Regions from separate parts of the Mus musculus genome. Here regions 1, 2, 3, 4, 6 and 7 are each linked to region 5. Evidence: chromatin contacts called from public capture Hi-C and promoter capture Hi-C data. All regions are on one chromosome and are shown on one strand. The core of a region is the stretch at or near the end of the contact, and the rest is flanking DNA. Distances in the headings are between cores, read along the strand shown.

Region 1 (2,700 bases), core at 144-2,643, 550 kb before region 5:
TCTCAAAAAGACAAAAACAAAACAAGTTCTTGCTCAACCGAGCAGTCTCCCTAGAGGTGTGTGTGTCCTTGGAGTCAGAAGTGGGGGACAGGTGTGTGTGGAGGAAAAGAACTATTGCTCTACTCTCTAGACTGGATGTCTGAAGGACAGGAAACCCTTCCACTTTCCCAGAACTCAGCATAGAGCTTGGTTAACATAGGGAAGATGCATGGATGGATGGATGGATGGATGGATGGATATGTAAATAGGTAGACTGATTAATAGTTAAGTGGATGGATGGGTGGATGGATGGTTGGATGGATGGATGGATGGATGGATGGATGGATGGATGGATGGAAAAGTGCATTGAGAATAGATAAGTAGATGAGTAGACTGGGAGATGGATGGATATAGGCAGACTAATGAATTAATGGATATATAGATTAAGTGAATAGATGGATGTGTGGGTGGAAGAATGTATGTGTAGACAAATGATGGATGGATGGACAGATGGATGGATGGATGGATGGATGGACAGGTGGCCAGATTGACAGAAGGTCATATAGTAGATAAAGAAATAAAAATACAAACTGTTAGCAGATGGATGGGCTGATGTACGGACAGACAAGTGGCTAAATGAGCACGTTGCTAACCGCGAGGGTAAGCAGACGAGCTGACTGGCAGCTCAGAAATGAGCAGTTGGTTGAACAGAGATGTGTAGACGGATGGGTGGTGTGATGGGCTGGAGAGATGAGCAGACAATCAGAAAGAGACAAGGATAGGAAAACAGAGGAAAGAAGAAACGTGCGAGGAAGGTTTATAAAGGAGGAAGTCTAGATCGTAACGTTCAAGGGTTGGAGAAACCGGGAGAACTGGGCTGGGAACAATGTCCTTAGGGATCTGACACCAGCTGTGGTACTTAGCTGGGAGGGGAGGGGATCAGAAGCCAATGTCCTTCCCAATTGGAAGGGAAGCCCACTTGAGAAGTCTGGAAAGGAGATAAAATGTGGGAGACCCAGTGTCTACTGTTGGCCCTAATTGGCTTAGGACGATCTAGCAGATATTGCAGGGCCTACAGGAAGAGCCAAGCCTGGCAGCCTTGGGACCAAAGTCCTCCACCTGACAAATTCACCCTCAAAATTAGGGATCCACGCTCTCGCTATTCTGACCCCCCGAAGAGGGGACTCTTGGCCACCAGAGGGGACTGAGAAGAAATCGGTATTATTAGGCTAAAAGAACAGTGGACTACTTCAGCAAGGCCTAGCGACCGGAGCAGCAGAAGCCTTCCATGGTAGTGCTAGCCTTTCTCCCTCCCAGCCCCAGTTTCCTCTGGGCAGGGGCCTGGCCCCCTGTCTTCCCAGGGCTGCCCTTTGAGAACCACCTGCCCCAGCCGGCCAGAGACTTCCTGTAGCGCAAGAGATTTATGCAAACGGGCTGGGGCGGTGATGTCACCCCAAGGGGACTATCTCCCAGTGGCAGGCCCTTCGATAAAATCAGGAACTTGTGCTGGCCCTGCAATGTCAAGGGAGGGGGCTCACCCAGGGCTCCTGTAGCTCAGGGGGCAGGCCTGAGCCCTGCGTCTGACCCACGACCGTCCAGTCCCCCGACGGGGCACCTGGTCCTGAGGGGGATCCGCCTTGATCCCCACCGAAGCAGGGGATCTGACCAACCTGGAGCTCAGCTGGATGTTACAGGCGTGCAAAATGGAAGGGTTTTCCCTCACCGCCCCTGTGAGTACTGGGGCTTCACTACCAGCCCAGCCTGGGGCTTTGGGATGTGTGACCATCTGCCCACTAACCCACCAGCCCACCCGATGCCCTCCGGCTCCCTATCAGTGGGAAGTTGGTGTTTCCTCCCCGGAGCTGCTGGTCTGAGACCCAGCGAGGGGCCATTGGCTTCCTTAGAGCATGCCCTGGCGGGCTGAGGGTTGCCGGCTGGCCCCATGGTGGGGCTGTGATCGGTGGGGCCTGAACAGCTATTTATAGATGGGTTCAGTGGCAGGCCGAACTCTAGGGCAGGGTTCTGGGTTGAAGATGGCGAGGGCGGCTCCTGAGAGGCCATGGATGAGGAGATCTGGAGACTGGCCTAGGAGTCTCTGGAGGCAACAGGAGAGGTTTCAACTCAAGACCTGTGGGCTCCTGAGGCAAAGGCTATTAGAACTCGAAGTCACCCGTGGGTCCCCAACATTCAGTTTGTGGCCTGGCTGTTGATCCAAGTGTTTGGGCTTTGGGCCTACATGGATCTGAGAGTCTTGGGCAGTGACCAAGACTGGCTTCTTAGGGCCAGGCCGGGCAAGAGAAGAACAGAGCAGAAACCCTGCAGTTAGATTGTGGCTAGAACTTAGCTCAATGAGAAATCGGGTGAAGAATGGACTGGGGCCAGAATGGGACGGAGATTGGGACTGGAGTGAGAAGATCTGGCTAGAGTTAAGGTGGGGCAGGGACAGGGACACTAGCAGGTGGGAGGATCCCACCTGTTCCTCCTGTTTTCAGTGACAGTCACAGCTTTGGGCGAATGGCAGCCCAGAATCCCTTAGAGAGGACCCTCTTGCTTTCTCCTACCCTTGGAGGTGTTGGGGCAGTGAGGAAAAGCTGAGCAGGGCCTGCCCACCTGACTCAGCGTTCCTGAACTAGAGACAGATCTCTTCTCTATCCCTTCCAGCCCTCCGTAGCACCTCAGGCCTGACATCGTAGTCAGTGTCCTGCAACAGGGGCAGGCCTA
Region 2 (2,700 bases), core at 23-2,522, 600 kb before region 5:
TTTCTGTAATTAACTAAACTAGTATCTAACATGACCATAAATGTCATTATTTATGGGTAACTAATTACTAACTTGCCTTTCAGATTATCCTAAACAGTTTGTAATAGCAGCTTTCAGGGACTAGAACTTGGGCTGCAGAGATGGCTCAGTAGGTAAGACTGCTCTTCTGAAAGTCCCAAGCAACCACATGGTGACTCACAACCACCCATAATGAGATCTGACACCCTCTTCTGGTTCATTTGAAGATCGCTACAGTGTACTTATTTATAATAATAAATAAATCTGCCAGTCAGTGGTGGCCTTTAATTTCAGAACTTGAGAGGCAGAGGCAGAGGCAGAGGCAGGTGAATTTCTGAATTCAAGCCAGCCTCGTCTATAGAGTGAGTTCCAGGACAGCCAGGGCTACACAGAGAAACCCTGTCTCGAAAAATCAAAATAAATAAATAAAATTTTTTAAAGGACTAGAACTTTACAGCACATGAGTTGTGTAGATATAATACTTTAAACAAGAGTAGAAACATATATACAGTACATTGTAACAAAAATAACTTCCCTATGTGGACAGTTAGATCTGCATTAATATTAGTAGAAGCAATGGTTTATCTGGGTTTTGTTAGGCTATTTTTGTTTAAGACTCACAGTGTGACCAGAATAGCTAGAAATACACTATGTAGCACAGGGTGGCCTTAATATGCAGCAATCCTTCTGCTTCATCTTTGCAGTGGCTCAGTGTCTGTGATGACAGGCATGTGCCATCAAACCTAGCAGTTTCTTTTCAACCTTTCTCTTTCTTTCTTTCTCTTTCTTTCTCTCTCTCTCTCTCTCTCTCTCTCTCTCTCTCTCTCTCTCTCTCTCTCTCTCTCTCTCTCTCTCTCTCTCTCTCTCTCTCTCTCTCTCTCTCCCTCTCCCCCCCCCCTCTTCCTCCCTCCCTTTTGTTTTTGGTTTTTGAGACAAGAGTTTCTTTGTGTAGCCTTAGCTCTCCTGGACTCACTCTAGACCAGGCTAACCTTAAACTCAGAGATCCGCCTACCTCTGCCTCCAGAGTTCTGGGACTAAAGGCATGCGCCACCACACTGGACATTTTGCAAATCCGTGAATTCCAAGTTTACCTGGGTTCTTAGATTGCACCGGCACCTGTGCAAACTCCTTTTCAGTTATCCGCCAGGCTAAAAACTGCATTTCCCGAAAGACTCCGCGGCTTTCTCCTGCCTCCCGCCTCTTCCGGTTGTGCAGCAAGCCCCGCCCCGCCTGTACGCCGGCCAATAGCAGCCCAGCCCTCGCTCCCGCACAAACCGGAGCAACCGGCGAGCCACGGGGCGGGCCCTGTAGCCTCGGTTTGGTTCGTGGAGTCCCAGCGGCAGATTCGCTCGGAGACGCGGACAGAACCCGTTCTGTCGCGTCAGGAATCGCGGGTGAAGTTCTCCACGGGTGGAGAGAAGACGTTGAGAAAGGCTGCGCTGGGCTCCCTCAGGGGCTCGTGCGCACTCCCAGTTTCGGCCTCTTCATGCAGGAAATGAATCTGCTGCCGACGCCCGAGAGTCCAGTGACTCGGCAGGAGAAGATGGCGACCGTGTGGGATGAAGCTGAGGTGAGTGTTGGGAGACCTGAGGGGCGTCCCAAAGTTTGGGCTATAAGGTTAGACGTTCTTGGAGGCCGGGAAAGGAGGTGGCTGGAAGGCCAGGTCCGGTCTGGACTGGTTGCAGAGCTTCTTGGGTTGTCCCGACTTCATCCTGCTGTTGGGTTAAGGAAGCAGGCGCTGAGGGGGCTGTGGGACCGTGGGATGGCAGCTCTGAGTTACAGTAAATAAGTACTTCTTCTCTTATTTGAACAGCAAGATGGCATTGGGGAGGAGGTGCTCAAGATGTCCACGGAAGAGATTGTCCAGCGCACACGGCTGTTAGACAGCGAGATCAAGGTGGGCTCCTGGCTCCGGTGCAGGCAGCGGAGTTCTCAGATCTCCATTTTACAGATGAGGAACCCGAGGCTCAGAGAGGGATGAATTCACACTCAAACCCATGGAAAATACCTAGCCCTGTCCCACAGCCGCTTTGTCAGGAGGTTTTCCCACTGGCCTCTTGTCCTGACCTCTGCAGTTTGGACATGTACAGGCTGGGCCTTCAGAAAGCCTGAGATCTGGTTGGATGGGTCTCCCGGGTAACCTGGACCTCATCTATTAGAGGGCTGTAATGAATGCAGGCTGAATCAGGGTTGAACATTGGTTTTCTCTTATCCCAGATCATGAAGAGTGAAGTATTGCGAGTCACCCATGAACTCCAAGCCATGAAAGACAAAATCAAAGAGAACAGTGAGAAAATCAAAGTGAACAAAACCCTGCCGTACCTTGTCTCCAATGTCATCGAGGTGTGTGTCTGTGTGTGGGAAGAGGAGGAGGCAGGAGGCTTGGAGACATCTAGGGATGGGGCCCATAGGGTAGAGTGTAAAAAGCAATGTTTAAGTCTGCAAAGACCTTAGAAGTGTCACAGATTTCTGCCATTTTCTTCTTTTGTTCCTTCTTGGGGCAGATGAACTTTGCAAACAGAAGCAGCACCTCAACAAAGGTGTTGTCAACCCCCTAACACATCATCTATGTTTATTAAGCTTAAGGCTAGACTGAGGAGGGAAGGAAGGCCTGTGGCCTTGTGGGTTTAGGGAACTGTTTGAGCACACACAGTAGTGGATTTTGGGAAGGGAACTGAGCCT
Region 3 (2,878 bases), core at 6-2,505, 900 kb before region 5:
TATTAGAACACTTCAGTAGCTCTCCAGGAGTACAGTGCACCATCTTTAGGCATTATTTCTCATCTTCTGGCCTGCTGTCATTAGTCTAGAAGCAATCAGGGATGGGTGGAAGGAGTGGGTCCTGGAGAAAATCAGCATTATCTTGCGTGGTAACTATCTCTGGGGAGAACATTAATGACTCAGGATGTCACCTGACTCTAGGAATGGGGAACAAGGAAGACTCAAAATGTAAAGAGCTCAGCCTCAAGGTGGAGGAGTTGGAGGTAGGGCAAAAAAGTAGTGTTTACAGAAGTAGGATGAGGTAAGGCTTCGGTATCCCATATGAACAGTTTGACTGTTTCCAAGGTCCAGTCATTTTCCCTACTAATCACGTCGTATTTCGTTTTAAAGAGCCTACTGGGGCTGGAGAAATGGCTCAGCGGTTAAGAGCACTGACTGCTCTTCCAAAGGTCCTGAGTTCAAATCCGAGCAACTACATGGTGGCTCACAACCATCTGTAATGAGATCTGATACCCTCTTGTGTATCACAGCTACAGTTTACTTACATTTAATAAATAAATAAACCTTTGGGTTGGGGCGAGCGGGGCTGGAGCAAGAAAGTGGGGAGAGAGCCTACCGTAAACCCATCACTTGGGAAGCAGAGGCAGGCGGATTTCTGAGTTCCAGGCCAGCCTGGTCTACAAAGTGAGTTCCAGGACAACCAGGGCTACACAGAGAAACCCTGTCTCGAAAATCAAAAACAAAACCAAAACAAAACAGAAAAAGCCTACCGATGTATAAACACCCAGCATCATCATTGTTTAATACTATACCCCAAAGAAGCTACAATAACCAAGAGAACTTGCAGAAGGGTGCAATGTATCTTTATCTTCCTCAAAGACAAACAGCAATAAGCAGCTGAAAATAGCTACAAGATGGCGGACAAAGCCCTAAAGAAAAGACTTGGCTAACAGCGCATGGTGCAACCCCAGTCTAAGGAAGTCGCACACACCGCGGGCCCTTCCGCACTATTGGCGCGAAGTCCTGTCTTTTCCCTTTGCTATTGGCTACCGAGTCCGTCTCAAGTCAAAACAGCCAATCGCCTTTTCCCTGAACAAAGCCCACCCACCATGGATGGAGCGGAACGTGCGTAAAAGCACCGGGGCGCAGGCCGCATGCGCAAGTGCACCGCGCCGGTTAAAAGCGGATCTCCTCGGGAGGCGGTGCCACGGTTCATGAATATTGATTACGCACCGGGGCGCTGTGCGCCCGCCCCACTAATCTGCCGTCGTTCGCTGCTCGCGCTCCGGCTCATGATGGGGAAGAAGTCCCGGGCGGTACCCGGCCGCAGGCCTATCCTGCAGCTCTCTCCACCGGGTCCTCGGAGCAGCACCCCGGGCCGGGATCCCGACCCCGATCCGGATCCCGAGGCAGATTCGACTGCGGCGGCGACAAGCCAGTCAGCGCCGGCAGCAGCGACGGCGGCGGCCGCGACGTCGCCCGCGGTGCCTGCCTCCGCTGCCCCAGAGGACTCGCCTTCAGAAGGTAAGGGCGCGCGAGAGGAGCCCTGCTTTTATTTGGGACGTCTGAAACTCGAGCACGGGGCTTGCGGCCTAGGTTCCCGGGTGTCTCTTCGGACCCGGTGAAGAAGAGAAACCCTGGCGGGCGAGGTACACCTCGGCTGCCAGCGATCTGGGGCCCGCGGGACGGCGGTCGGGGACTCTGGGAGGCGGAAGGCCGGGCCCGGACTCATCTGAGGCGCCTTTGCGGTGCAGGGGTTTCTCCCCGGAACCTGTGCCGTCCACCGAGGCTTGGGACCCCAAATGTCTCCTAGATGACTCCCTTCGATCTTAATAACGCAGAAGGTGGAGGGCAATTTCCACGTGCGAGCCTTGAGGCGGTTGAACCTGGCCTTCTCTACTTGTCACGCTTGGTTTCGTTTTTGTTGAAATGGAGACACCACTCTTTAGAAGTGAACAAACCCATATTTTTTTCTTATGCTAGACAAAGCATCGGTAACCCCAGACTTAAGGGAAAGTGACAAAACCTGTGTGTGGGCTTTTCTGGAATTGTGTTTGGGTTTAGGGTAACAATTGCATGGAGTAGATGCCGGAGAAGCTATACTGTATCAAACATTAAGAATCAGATTAATAGGATGTACATAACGTGTGGAAACGTGCAGAAGTATTTATGCATGTTAATTGTTAAGTATTGCAGGTGCCATTTTCATAGTGTTCACGTTCTTACTGTCGCTACCACTAAATGAATGGAAGGGTAGATCAGCTTGTTTTTTGTCTTCTTAGTTTGCATCAGTGATACACGCTGGTTTTATAAGTTGATTCAGGCTGAAGGTCAAGCTTTGGACCCTGGCCCACTGACTGACTGCAGCTTCCTTTTGTGCATTCCAAATACAGATGAACAAGAAGTGGTGGTGGAGGTCCCCAACGTTGTTCAGAACCCTCCAACACCAGTCATGACCACCAGACCGACAGCCGTCAAGGCAACAGGTAGAGATTTTTGTTGTTGTTTTTGCCTTTCCCTTAAAATATCTTTTATTAAGTTGAAAGATAAAAGTGTGCAGCTGGGTTGTTGGATGGTTAAATGTTGCTAATTTATTATTTCTCATAAAAAGTCGTTGAAGCTTTTCTAGGATTGGGGTTGCATATCAGTGGTGAGATGCAAAACTCTGGGTTCCACTCTTGGCTTACAAAAATGGATTAACAAAAAATAAATAAATCTTTCCTGAGGGCTTGCTGTGTATAAACTTTTAAGTAACATGAAAGTTTATTTATGGCTGCAGACACACATTCGTGCTTCTAAGGCTGGGCCACATAACTTGTTTATCTATTTTTTGAGAGTGTCTCAAGTGAACCCAAACTTTTTTTGGGGGGGGGGGGCA
Region 4 (2,700 bases), core at 63-2,562, 870 kb before region 5:
AAGAGGGATCCCATAGGACTATAGTTGTGAGGCACCAGGTGGATGCTAGGATTTGAATTCAGGAAGTGCAGCCAGTGCTCTTTGCCTCTGAGTCATCTCTTCAGCTCTGAGGTTTGCCCTTAAAATAGCACATCTTTACTTTTAGACAATAGGGTCATTTAGTCGATGGAGACTCACACAAGTCCTTGAACAAGTCTCAAGTAACAGTGGGGCTCAGCTCTGAAAGCTCTTCCAGATGATCCAAATTTGGTTTCCAGCGTCCACAAGACCACATCGGGTCTCCCACTCTAGGGAGACCTCTGACCTCAGTGGGCGGGCACCTGCACTCACAACAAGCACACGGATTAAAACAATGTTTAAAAATCAAGGCTGGGGGGCTGGTGAGATGGCTCAGTGGGTAAGAGCACCCGACTGCTCTTCCGAAGGTCCAGAGTTCAAATCCCAGCAACCACATGGTGGCTCACAACCATCCGTAACGAGATCTGACTCCCTCTTCTGGAGTGTCTGACTTACATATAATAATAAATAAATCTTTAAAAAAAAAAAAACAAGGCTGGCTAGATAGTCTAGAAGGTTTGTGTTTGCCTGGCACTTGAAACTCATGCAAAGGCAGAAGGGAAGAACTGACTCCATAAAGTGTACACATGTTCCCCTGCTCATCCTGCACATGCAAACAAGAGTGAAGGGGAGGCGGCTGGTGAGGTTGTTCAGGGGCTAAAAGCACTTGCTCTTTGAGCAGCACCCACTTAGCAATTCAAACAGCTCACAACTGCAGGTAACTAGCTCCCTAGGGATCTGAAACCTAGCCTCCAGGTGAACACACACACACACACACACACACACATTTTTTTAAAAAGGAATAATTACTATTTTAAACCAAATCAAGACAAGGCAGGGATGGGGGAAGGACATTTTACGTTTGTCAAAGGGAGAAGAAATGAAGTAAACTAGAATGAACCTGATTCCTTCTCTCTAGGACTGACCTCGTGTTCTCCTAGTGTATCTGCTCTTTTTAAATAACTCTTGGCTGCTTGCTACATACAGTTCTAACCCTCACCAGCCCCCAAAGGAATAGAAGCTTCAGGCCCTTGAACAAAGTAAATTACCTTTACAACTACCGAAAGTAGAAATATGAAGGCCCTCGGCACTGTTCTACTCATCAGTCCCCAGACTGTGTCTGTAAAGTTTGAGATGAAATTTGAATCAGTAAACCGTTGGAATGTGAAACGCAAGTTGCCTGACATCCCAAGGCTCGCAGCTTACAGATGAGGGCGGGGTCCTGCCCTCCTTCCGCTTCTGGCTCCCGGTTGCTAGGCTCCCAGGGTCCTCGCAGAAAACTCCAGCAGGTGAGCTGAGGGACTGGGCCTGCGAAGGAGCGCCCTAGCTGGCAGGGGACAAGCAGGGGATCCCAGGCAGGAAGGGAGTGAGAGGACAGGAAGTGCAGGGGGGCGAGGAGAGTGCCGGGGGGGGGGGGCGGAATGGGGAGAGGGGGGCAGAGGGCGAGGAGGGCAGGGGGCAAGGAGCTTTGGGACGGACAGGACTCCAGGCTGGCCTCTGCAGAAAGAGTGAGAGTGGAGAGATGGAGAAGCTCCTGCAGCGTCCACCCGGCCTGGGGACCAGCTGCGGGGAAGGGGTAGCCAGGCAGCGCGGTGTCACCCCGCGGGCTCCGGTGGAAACTTCTGCTCTGTCCTTCCTTGGGCTTGCCTCTGGGCAGTCCACACTCCGAGGCAGGGCGCTCAGAACTGAACGTTTCCAGGGCTCTCGCTTCCGACCCCTGACCTTTCCTTTTCAACTGCTCTGAGGCGACTCTGCGCGTGCCCCCAACCCGGTTCCTTTCCCTTTTCTGCGGCGTCCTGGTGTTGGGCATCTGTTCTCAGCGTAAACTAAGCATGGGGCCAATGAGGCTCCTGGTGAATCTAGTGGACCAGGCGTGGGGACACGCAGAGCGCCCCAGCTCCTCAGGTGTGTGCTGGCAACCACCATCCTCTCCTTTCGTAAGACGCCGGCTTGGCAAGAGTTTAACCCCCGAGTGGTTGTGGGTGTGAAAGGGCAGGGTCTGCAGATTTGGTGTTATTTGTTGGCGGTGGTGGTTGGTTAGGTTTCTTTTCACTTTTCCTACGGGGATTTGTAACTTCTGTGTAATCAGCTGTTTGGAAATCAGGCAGATATTGCAGCTGGGTACGGTGCTACTAACTCGCCTACATCATACTATGCGGCAGTAACATGTTCCCGGCGTTGGAAACAGAACTAAAGCCGGAGGTTGGTACACTCTTTTTCCGATAACTTCGCAGAAACCCAATCCAAGGTCAGAAGGTTCACTGTGGTGGCATGCTGGTCCAGCTGGAGGTATATTTGGGGCGGCGGAAGGATGGGCTTTTTAGCCCCGGTTGGCATGGAACTCACTCTGTTGCCCGGACTACCCTTGAACTTGAGTTCTCCTCCTACCTCTGCTTCCCTGGTGCTGGGAGTACTAGTGTTTGCCACCAGACCTGTTGGAGATTATGATTCCCAAAATAGAATAATTCACTATTTGCCTGGCGTTTGCTTGTTTTGTTCCCGTATCCTATGCAGCGTGTTTGGTGCTTTTGGTTAAGAAGTCAGTGTCATCTGAATGAATGTCCTGCTTGAGATGGCTTTTCTTTCACAGACTCTTCCTGATCCCTATGAGGACTTTATTCACCATCACCTCCAGTATTATGG
Region 5 (2,700 bases), core at 160-2,659:
GCAGCCTCTGAGGTTGCCTCTACACTATGGTGCTGTGTGGTTTGTTTTTTTTTTTTTTTTTTTTTTTTGGTTTTTCAAGACATGGTTTCTCTGTGTAGCCCTGGTTGTCCTGGCACTAACTCTGTAGACCAAGCTGGCCTCGAACTCAGAAATCCGCCTGCCTCTGCGTCTGCCTCCCCCCGCCCCCCTCCCACCCAGTGCTGGGATTAAAGGCGTGTGCCACCGCGCCCAGTTCTATGGTGCTGTTTTATATCTTCAGTCAGTGAAGACCAGAGAGTCCACTCACCTCTCCTTAAAGGTGTGGAAAGCTCTAAACAGCACAGCCTTTCAGCAAATACCAAACAGAAAACGCTGCAAGAGCACCAATACTTTTAAACAATCCTTACTAATGCTTACAAAGCACAGGCGTATTTGGCTTGCATCGTGTCCTCTGGTCTTCCAAAGGATCTCGGTAACAGCCACAACTTTCTTTTACAGGTGAGTAATATTAGGTGTGTAATTTAGCTAACTAGTTAACAGGTTTGAATCTGATCCTGGTAACCTTAGCTTCTGACCTTTGTCTCTGCCAACACAGTAGGAATTCAGGTTCTCACAACTTCTTTGCATCTGCTTTAGTTACTGCTGCTTAGGTAGAGCAAGACAGCGCTGCAATGAAGGGACAATTATTTCTCGAGTTTGAAAATATCCTGCTTCTAACAAACTGGAAGAGCTGTCCGGAAATGTCTGAACCTCCCCCAAACTTTCAGACAGATGTCCGACTCCTCAATACCTCCTCGTGCGGTGTCTTCATTCCCTCGCCCTTCTCCAGGACGGACTCATCTTCCAGAGGTCCCCAATGCAGGCCGGGCTGCAGGGGTGCTCCTACACACCAGACCCCCAAGTGCTGATTCCTGGATCTCGAGGGGCCCACGGCCAAGCCCTGGGGGAGGCTCCTTAGAACAAGGATGGCAGGGCTCGTACCCGGCGGGCAGGCTTTGAGGCCCGGAGCAAAGCCTTTTCCGGAAGGGCTCCATCCTGAATCCTGGCCCAGGGGTGGCTCTGGGGCTGCAGGGAGACGGGAAGGCAGTAAAGGAGTGGTCCATGAAGGCGTGGGGTTGGGGAAAGAGAGGTACAGGGTCAGCTATGACCCAAGAGTCCGAGGGATTAGCAAGGTTCTAGTTAGTAGGGCCCTTGAATGGTTGGGAGGGAGTCTAGTCTCTTAGGGCACCGGAGCAGGATCCCAGGCTCAAGAGAAAAAGGGATGTAAGGGAATGCGCTGACTAGAAAAACGCTGTGGCCATCTAGTCCAGGGCTGAGGGTCGCAGACATCGCAGGTCACTCACGGTGCGGCTCTATTTTCCCCAAGATCACCTCCTCCACCTCCTTCATCGTGGGACAGAGATTCTCTCGCCACTCCCCTCTACCGGAAGTGAGCGTTTTTGTCCCGGTTCCTCCCGGAAACAGTCCTTGATTTTCAAATTTAAGCTCAAGGAAGAATCCGGGTGGTTAGGCATCATTGAAGGATGGACCTGGGAGTTTGGAAGTACTTGACAGATAAAACCCTGTCCGATGGGCGATACGAACCTAGGATTTCAGAGGCCCGCTAGTTTCCTGCATCTGGAAAAGCGGAACCCAACTCACTCACTTTAGGTAGCGGCGAGTCGGACAGCTCGGCTAATTAACCTCACATTTTGTCAGGTGATTGCCGGAAGTGGGCGGAGCACCAAGAAAGCCTTGTTTGGTCCGGGCAGCAAGCCGGAAGTAGGTAGAAGAAATGGCGGAAGTGGTTGGGGAGCTGGGGGCCCCCGAGGGGGCGGTTCCCATTCCCATCTCGGAGCCGGATGTTTGCCGAGCTTTGACAGGCGTGGCAGAGGAAGCATTGCCGGAACGAGGTGAGCTGCGGAGCGCGGGGTCTCTTTGGGCGTGGTGGTGGGGAAGAGCTGCTCTGGTCAACGGAAGGAATTGGGTCGGAAAGGGGAAAATCCGAGGCAGTGGGTCGGGAGTGGAATTGGGCCCGAGGGCCTGGGTCTCTTCGCTGCCGGGATTTTTCCCATTTCGGCGCCTGCAATGAGAAGACAGCCACTTTCTCTGACTTGTTCCTGCCCTCCCTCTGCAAGGCATAGGCCAAGCCAGAGCAAGCCGGTGGGAGGGAGGGAGAAGTCGTCCTGATCAGATCTGGCATAGCACTGAGAGCTAGAAATCAGGGGAAGTGATCCACCTTGTCACTTGATAGGCCGTGCTTTCATCTCACTTTCTTGTGAAACGAAATACACTCCATTCGTTGTTTGTTTTCGGACTCTATGCAAACATGATTATAGTTTAGAGTTGCAGCCTTGTAGGATTTGGGTTTTTCCAAAGTCACAAAACAGTCTGATTCCAGCACCAGCAAGTACTGTGACTTCAGTTTGCCCTGAGAAGTCTGGCTGCCCTTTCGTGGCGCCTCTTGGATCCCAGTGAACTTTGTGACCGACAGTCACTTAAGATCACTGTTGAGGGGGTTGACTTTAACCTAGAGAACACCTCAAACTGGAACTTGTGGGTTAAAATCCTGCGTCTGGGTTCTATGATCTGTAGCAGTTTGCTCCCTCCCTCCCTCCCCCCGCTTTTTGTTCAAACTGTAAAATGGTTTTTATAGCATATGCTGAACTACTAGTGCAGTTGTGAGGTGAATTTGTGCCCAGTTCATAGTACAAATATCCGTTTCCTTCTCCACTTATGAAA
Region 6 (2,866 bases), core at 43-2,542, 750 kb after region 5:
TGTGTGTGTGTGTGTGTGTGTGTGTGTGTCTGTGTGTGTGTGTGTGTGTGTGTGTGTGTGTGTGTCTGCCCACCTGAGGACCTGGGAGCTAGAGACCCCTTCAATAGATGACAACTTGGCGCCAGAGCCCAGCTGGGGCCTGGCTGGAGCAAGGGTCCCAGGAGAGAGAAAGGCGCCTGCTCCTGATGGGGAAACAATGAGGTATGTCTCAGCTTCTACATTCTGGAGCAGTGACACCCTTCTCTTCTTCGTCACTCTCTCTCTCTCTCTCTCTCTCTCTCTCTGTGTGTGTGTGTGTGTGTGTGTGTGTGTGTGTGTGTGTGTGTGTGTATGTGTGTATGTGTGTGAAAAGGTGAAGAGAGGACAGTCACCGGTTCAACACATCATGCCTTACATCTCTGAAATTCATTCACCTGGTCTAACATCAGATGGAGGGGTGGGTCAAAGAGGAGCTCAGTTCGGTGTCCTGAGTCTTTACACAGTGGGGACCCCCCAACAGTATCCCTGGATATCCACAGGCAGATTCCCCTCCCTCAAGCAAATTGGGTTTCACTGGTTGAGGCCAATCCTTCTGCACCTGTCCTGAGATACAACTGACCAGGGAGCTGCCCAAATTCAGAAGACCCTGTCCAAGATCGCCTAGCAATCTGACCCATCTGGCCAAGCTAGCTGGGAGAGGGGTTCACGACTCTTCTTAAAGGACCAAGGGTTTTGAATTGGGGCCTCTGGGCCCCCAACCCCTTAGCCTACTTCCACCTTGGGTTAGATACCTTGAACGCGGCAGGATAAAGTCTGGGCGGATTGCTGCACCGGGAATTCCATCCAAACCCCAGACCCACTCCCGCCAAGGTGGAGGGGAAAGGCGACCTCCCAGGTTCCTGCCCCAGATCCACCTCAATCACCCCACCCCATGACACGGAATGGCAGAAGGAGCTGCGGGGGGCCACGCGGTGGCCACCAACCTGGACTGGAGGTTGTGGGGGCTGGGGGCTCGGCCGGGAAAGGACGCCGCCCTCAGGGTCTCCAAGGATCCCGAGGTTCCGGGCCTCGATCCTTACCTGAAATTGGGAGGCGACGCGATGTGCAGTCCCAGGAATGGGGAAGCGGCCGGTGGGGACGCGGCGCCCCCGCCCAGGCCGCTCTCTCGCTCCGCCATTCCGGGGTGCAGCCCTGGCCATCCGGGCGGAGAGCGGCGCGGGAGGCGGCGGCGGCGGCGGCGGCGGCAGCAGCGGAGGCGCGTGGAGGAGGCCGCCGCCGCCGCGGGGTTCGGACTGAGCTGGGGCGGGCGCGGCTCCGGACAGCGCGCCGCTTCGCCTGCGGCCCCCGCGAGAGCGCCCCGCGCGCGCCCCCGGGCCGGCTGGGGTCTTGTGGCCCCGCCCCCGCCCCGCCCCGCCCCGGCGCTCTCCGAAGTGCTGACGCTTCGATCCCGTGGCCCTGGGTCCCCTCGGCCTCCCTACACATCCCAGGGACATTCCAAGCACTGGCAAAGCTTTGCTCTCCTCAGAGCTGGACCTAGATCGAGGGCATCAGCGGATGGCAAGATCCTGCTCCCCAAGTCCGTCTTTGGCCTTCCACAGCAACTGGGGTAGGAAAAGGGTTACAGAAGATGGCTGAGAAAGGAGAGATGGTGGTGGAGTGGGGTCCAAGAGCAGTCAGCTATGGGGCCAGGTGACCTAAGACCACAGCTTGGTTCCACAAGTGAACAGGCAGTGGAGAATTGCATTAGTGACCTCATAGTTCCAAGGCTTGTCTTTCCCATGTGTGAAATGGAATATGAGCCCTCCATGAGCATGGGGAGGAAGAAAAACGATAGAAATACTTGTCCCTGGGAGCTGGGAACACCCACCTGTGCACTGGGATCACCTCCCGCAGAAATCTCTGAAGGCCACCTCTATCAAGACCCACCCTTTAGTTTTGTTTTGATTTTTGAGACAGGGTTTCTCTGTATAGCCCTGGAACTCACTCTGTAGACCAGGCTGGCCTCGAACTCAGAAATCCGCCTGCCTCTGCCTCCCAAGTGCTGGGATTAAAGGCGTGCGCCACCATGCCCGGCCTAAAAATGTGTAGCCCAAGCTGGCCTCCAACTCGTGATCCTCCTGCCTCTGCCTCCTTCAGCAAAGACCCCCTTGAGCCCTGACCACCCCTGATAACCTGAGTGATGCTTTTGGTTTCTTAGCCCTGTGAAGCCTCTGTATGCCAGGACTACCCCATCACTTGTTTTTCTTTCATTTCCAGTTTGTCCTGGAAGTTACCATGTAGCCTCAGCTGACTAAGAACTGATGACAATCTTCTTGAGTCTCCTGCTAAACTGGGGGATTAGTGTGAACTCCTGTGCCCAGTTCTCAGCACCTGTCTTCCCACTGCGTTTTCTATCTAGCACCCCTTTTGCACTCACACAGTCCTGAACTGGCTTCTCCTACCCTAAGGCCTAGGACCTTCCTCATCCCCAGGGCCGGATTCTTGAGAGCTTTGTGGTTGCTTCTGTTCCTTGCACCCACTCTGGGTCTAGCTGTGCTTTCTTCCTGGTTCTCTATTGGGTTTTCTCACACAACACCGTTTACCAAGACTCGAGTCCCCGTTTTTGGTGGCTCAGAGAGCCTCCCTGCCAGGTCACCTCTGGCCACAGACCCTGCCCTTCACATAAATGGAGCAGGACAGACCAATGTTCTACAGTCTGTGCAAACTTGATTGCCTCCTTCCCCTTTCCAGCAAGAAGCGTAGGCACCTACCTTGTAGTACTCAATCTCCCTGCTTCAGCCCTGAGAACACTCCAGAACCTAAAGCCAGAGGCCTTGGCTGCCTCTCCCCTCCCTGCCACTGATGCTTCAAGAGGTAAAGGTTTGGTCACTTTAACTCTCTGCTCTGG
Region 7 (2,700 bases), core at 62-2,561, 580 kb before region 5:
TGGGTGAGGCACTGGCTGGGCTCCTTCAGCCACCGGAGGAGGGACCATCCCTGTTGGGTGCCTCTAGCTGCCAGGAGAGGCTTGGCTGCCAGAATGTGCCGGTAAAGACACCCCAGGGTCTAAAGCCAGCACTGTTTAGCTTGATGGCGTGGTACAAAGAAACACAGGTGGGGAAACTGAGTCATAGTCCAAACCTCTTCCTCCTAAATGATCTTATTCTTGGGCACCAAGAGACAAGAGGTGGGGCTGAAGAGAAGAGATGCCTCACAGTTGCCAGAGCCAGAGGCTGTGGTAACTAACTTATGGCTAATTAATTTGGTGCTCTAGATTGTTAACTGACTGTAGTCCCTTATGAGCCTGAGCCTCAGTGTCCTCATCAGGGAATGGATGAGGTAACAGAGCTCCCTAACAGCGATGAATATGAGGTGAACTTGACAATGCAGGTAGCTGCTGGCATCGAGGAGGGAATGCAAGTCCTCTGAATGCCAGGGGAGGTCTGAAGCACTCGCAGAAGGAATGTGCTCTGCAGACTGATGGCAGCCGGATGGGGATGTGAGTCAACCAAGCCAGAAGTTCAATCTGGAAAGTTTAAATGTGATCTGCCCCGTCTTCTACTGGCTGTGACCTTGAAACTGCCTCAGTTTCCTCATCTGCCAATGGATGTTAAGAGAGAAATCATCGGTCTCTGATTGGTGGGCTACAAGCCTATGTCTGGAATCTTCAGGCCATAATTAGTGACCCCTGCCCCAGCCCTCCCCGACCCCTCGCGGCCGCCACTGCCAACACCAGCACAAACAAACGAGCAAAGCTTCACTGGGACCAAGGCAGGCCCTCGCCAGGCCAAGACCTTAGCGGGTCATGCAGAGGCAAGGGGGGACCACAGGTTCAGCAGAGAAGTATGGGGTATGGAGAGAAAGGAGAAAGCAAGAGAAAGGAAAGTCAATAAAATGAGCTAGAATGTCTGGTGGAAGGAGAAGACAAGAAGCGGGGCAGCAGGGAGGGCTGAGGGGCAGAGCGTGGGACGTCAGAGGTAAAGAGCCAAAGAGCAGGCAAGTTCAACTCCTAAACTGAGGACGAGTCGCGACAGGTTTGGGAACTGACACGGTCCATCCCGCCCCGGACGCCGGCCTGAGGGTCCAGCGATCACTCACCGCGCAGTGGCAGAGGTGGCAGCGGCAGCAGATGCAGCGCTCCGGGCGGGCCCGGCCATCCAGCTGCAGTGTCGCGCCCCGCCCCGCTCTGCCTCGCCCGGCCCCACCACTAGGCCCCCAGCCCGGAGCCACCCCCGGCGTGCAGCCACGTCACACGGGACAGTCCGGAACCCGACGCGCGCGGCTCCGGGGGGCTAGACGGAGCGACGGCGGGGGAGGCGCTTCCGCCTCATACCATGGGGGACCCGCGCGGTCAGCGCACTTCCGCTCGGGGCGGATTCTGGGGCTGCGGGGAGAGTAGGACGGAAGTGGGTACCCTCGTGGGCATCGCGTTTAGCCAAGTTAAGCTAGGGTGAGGGCGGCACCCACGCGGGAACCGGGATCAACAGGGCGGCGGGGCTTCAGTGTGGCGTCCTTCTGAGGATGCAGTTCCAGCAGTGGCCACACGGGGGCGCGCACGGCTGCCAAACCGCTCCGTCCCGGGACGAGAGCAGGGCTATGGCTCTCTGAGTCAGCAGGCCTGGCTCCTCCATGAGCTAGGGAAAGGGGAAGTGCCTGCCGCAAGGAGGGGCCTGGCTCTGGGTACCTCAGAAGAGGGAATTTTATTCTTACTCATCGAATTATTTTTATGCTTTGGTTTTTCACTTGGAACCTCAGGCCACCGTCTCCAGGACTGTAACCCTTTGAAGTCCAGTACACGTTTCTAGAGCCTGTGCCCTGGAATTTCAAGCCAGGATACAACAAAGGACTTGGTGTTCTCTTACCCTGACAAAGCTGTACCTGAACTCTTAGACCGAAGGAGCAGTTAGTGGCAATAACAATGGCTACAGTTCTCTGATCTAGGGTAGCCCTTTACTGACCATTTACTCAGTAATCAGTGTTAACTTTACCAAATCGTTTTTATCTTTCAGGTGGGTACTGACTGTTGACCTAGGGTCAGACATATGTCACACATATGGCAGAGGCGGAATTCAACTTGGATGTACCTCTCCCTAGGGCGTGCGATGGCCACCTCATGTCTAAGCTGGAGCTAAGGTGTGGATGTGGCCTAACACCCCCCACTCCTTTGCGATCCGATACATGTTTGCATCCTTCTCTGGGAATCAGCCAGTAACTGACATGGAAGACATTCAGCAGAGGCCGAATGAGTGCTCCCCTGGGCTGGCTGTGACAGAGTGAGGGGCTCATTAGTCCTCACCTACCATTGCGGCTCTCTATGGTCCCTTGTTCCTTCTGGGCGCTCCGAGAGCAGACCGAACTCACACATCACAGTTGATGCCCTACCTCACAGTGTGTGTTTGTGTGTGTGGTTGTTGTTGTTGTTGTCGTTTTACTTTGAGATTGGTTCTATGTAGCCCTAACCCCCTGCCTGTTCTGGAACTTTCTATGTAGATGTGGCTGACTTTGAACCTACAGAGATCTGCCTACTTCTACCTCCTCAGTGCTAGAATTAAATACGTGTGCCACCACTCTTGGTTTATTTATTTATATATTTTTGACATAAGGTCTCATGTAGACTACCCCTAAACTTATTATATAGCAGAGAATG

Evidence for each region. Promoter capture Hi-C pulls out the DNA fragments that hold promoters and counts their contacts. Capture Hi-C pulls out chosen DNA fragments and counts their contacts.
Region 1: a contact with region 5 is called in a promoter capture Hi-C map of adipose tissue, with 4 times the contacts expected there. The contact joins the promoter of Spi1 here to the promoter of Zfp408 in region 5. A contact is called at or near these places in 4 of 39 promoter capture datasets (the HPC-7 cell line, cranial neural crest, embryonic stem cells and 1 more), 1 of 484 Hi-C or Micro-C datasets (B cells), 3 of 115 datasets of contacts at active chromatin or transcription factors (bone marrow-derived dendritic cells, embryonic stem cells and large pre-B cells) and 1 of 9 other capture datasets (adipose tissue).
Region 2: a promoter capture Hi-C map of embryonic stem cells shows a contact between it and region 5, with 2.7 times the contacts expected there. The contact joins the promoter of Psmc3 here to the promoter of Zfp408 in region 5. A contact is called at or near these places in 13 of 39 promoter capture datasets (the C10 cell line, cranial neural crest, embryonic stem cells and 8 more), 2 of 484 Hi-C or Micro-C datasets (embryonic stem cells and erythroblasts), 4 of 115 datasets of contacts at active chromatin or transcription factors (the SCID.adh cell line, bone marrow-derived macrophages, double positive thymocytes and 1 more) and 3 of 9 other capture datasets (adipose tissue, liver and pancreatic islet).
Region 3: a promoter capture Hi-C map of pre-B cells shows a contact between it and region 5, with 5 times the contacts expected there. The contact joins the promoter of Fnbp4 here to the promoter of Zfp408 in region 5. A contact is called at or near these places in 2 of 39 promoter capture datasets (erythroid cells and pre-B cells), 4 of 115 datasets of contacts at active chromatin or transcription factors (astrocytes, bone marrow-derived macrophages, memory CD8 T cells and 1 more) and 3 of 9 other capture datasets (adipose tissue, liver and macrophages).
Region 4: a capture Hi-C map of macrophages shows a contact between it and region 5, with 3 times the contacts expected there. The contact joins the promoter of Agbl2 here to the promoter of Zfp408 in region 5. A contact is called at or near these places in 1 of 39 promoter capture datasets (pre-B cells), 1 of 115 datasets of contacts at active chromatin or transcription factors (bone marrow-derived macrophages) and 1 of 9 other capture datasets (macrophages).
Region 6: a contact with region 5 is called in a promoter capture Hi-C map of liver, with 4 times the contacts expected there. The contact joins the promoter of Mapk8ip1 here to the promoter of Zfp408 in region 5. A contact is called at or near these places in 2 of 39 promoter capture datasets (both in liver).
Region 7: a promoter capture Hi-C map of erythroid cells shows a contact between it and region 5, with 6 times the contacts expected there. The contact joins the promoter of Slc39a13 here to the promoter of Zfp408 in region 5. A contact is called at or near these places in 14 of 39 promoter capture datasets (the C10 cell line, the HPC-7 cell line, cranial neural crest and 8 more), 5 of 484 Hi-C or Micro-C datasets (B cells, embryonic stem cells, erythroblasts and 1 more), 4 of 115 datasets of contacts at active chromatin or transcription factors (double positive thymocytes, embryonic stem cells, memory CD8 T cells and 1 more) and 3 of 9 other capture datasets (adipose tissue, liver and pancreatic islet).

Annotation. Positions count from the first base shown.
Region 1 is chr2:91,095,285-91,097,984 of GRCm38.p6, forward strand. Spi1 (spleen focus forming virus (SFFV) proviral integration oncogene) reads left to right here and starts at 1,394. Exons shown (of 5, transcript NM_011355.2): 1 at 1,394-1,709. The coding sequence starts at 1,665.
Region 2 is chr2:91,052,744-91,055,443 of GRCm38.p6, forward strand. It overlaps Psmc3 (proteasome (prosome, macropain) 26S subunit, ATPase 3), which reads left to right and starts at 1,273. Exons shown (of 12, transcript NM_008948.2): 1 at 1,273-1,588; 2 at 1,832-1,915; 3 at 2,236-2,361. The coding sequence starts at 1,505. It also overlaps Gm13778.
Region 3 is chr2:90,744,303-90,747,180 of GRCm38.p6, forward strand. It overlaps Fnbp4 (formin binding protein 4), which reads left to right and starts at 1,256. Exons shown (of 17, transcript NM_018828.3): 1 at 1,256-1,524; 2 at 2,394-2,486. The coding sequence starts at 1,296.
Region 4 is chr2:90,781,415-90,784,114 of GRCm38.p6, forward strand. Agbl2 (ATP/GTP binding protein-like 2) reads left to right here and starts at 1,313. Exons shown (of 18, transcript NM_178755.4): 1 at 1,313-1,346; 2 at 2,162-2,259; 3 at 2,572-2,700. The coding sequence starts at 2,612.
Region 5 is chr2:91,648,382-91,651,081 of GRCm38.p6, forward strand. Zfp408 (zinc finger protein 408) reads right to left here and starts at 1,410. Exons shown (of 5, transcript NM_001347175.2): 1 at 1,323-1,410; 2 at 770-1,044. The coding sequence starts at 1,368. It overlaps Arhgap1 (Rho GTPase activating protein 1), which reads left to right and starts at 1,737. Exons shown (of 14, transcript NM_001359970.1): 1 at 1,737-1,871.
Region 6 is chr2:92,399,971-92,402,836 of GRCm38.p6, forward strand. It overlaps Mapk8ip1 (mitogen-activated protein kinase 8 interacting protein 1), which reads right to left and starts at 1,293. Exons shown (of 12, transcript NM_011162.5): 1 at 1,059-1,293. The coding sequence starts at 1,156.
Region 7 is chr2:91,069,004-91,071,703 of GRCm38.p6, forward strand. It overlaps Slc39a13 (solute carrier family 39 (metal ion transporter), member 13), which reads right to left and starts at 1,312. Exons shown (of 10, transcript NM_026721.3): 1 at 1,152-1,312. Gm39874 (predicted gene, 39874) reads left to right here and starts at 1,348. Exons shown (of 2, transcript NR_166131.1): 1 at 1,348-1,503; 2 at 2,063-2,620.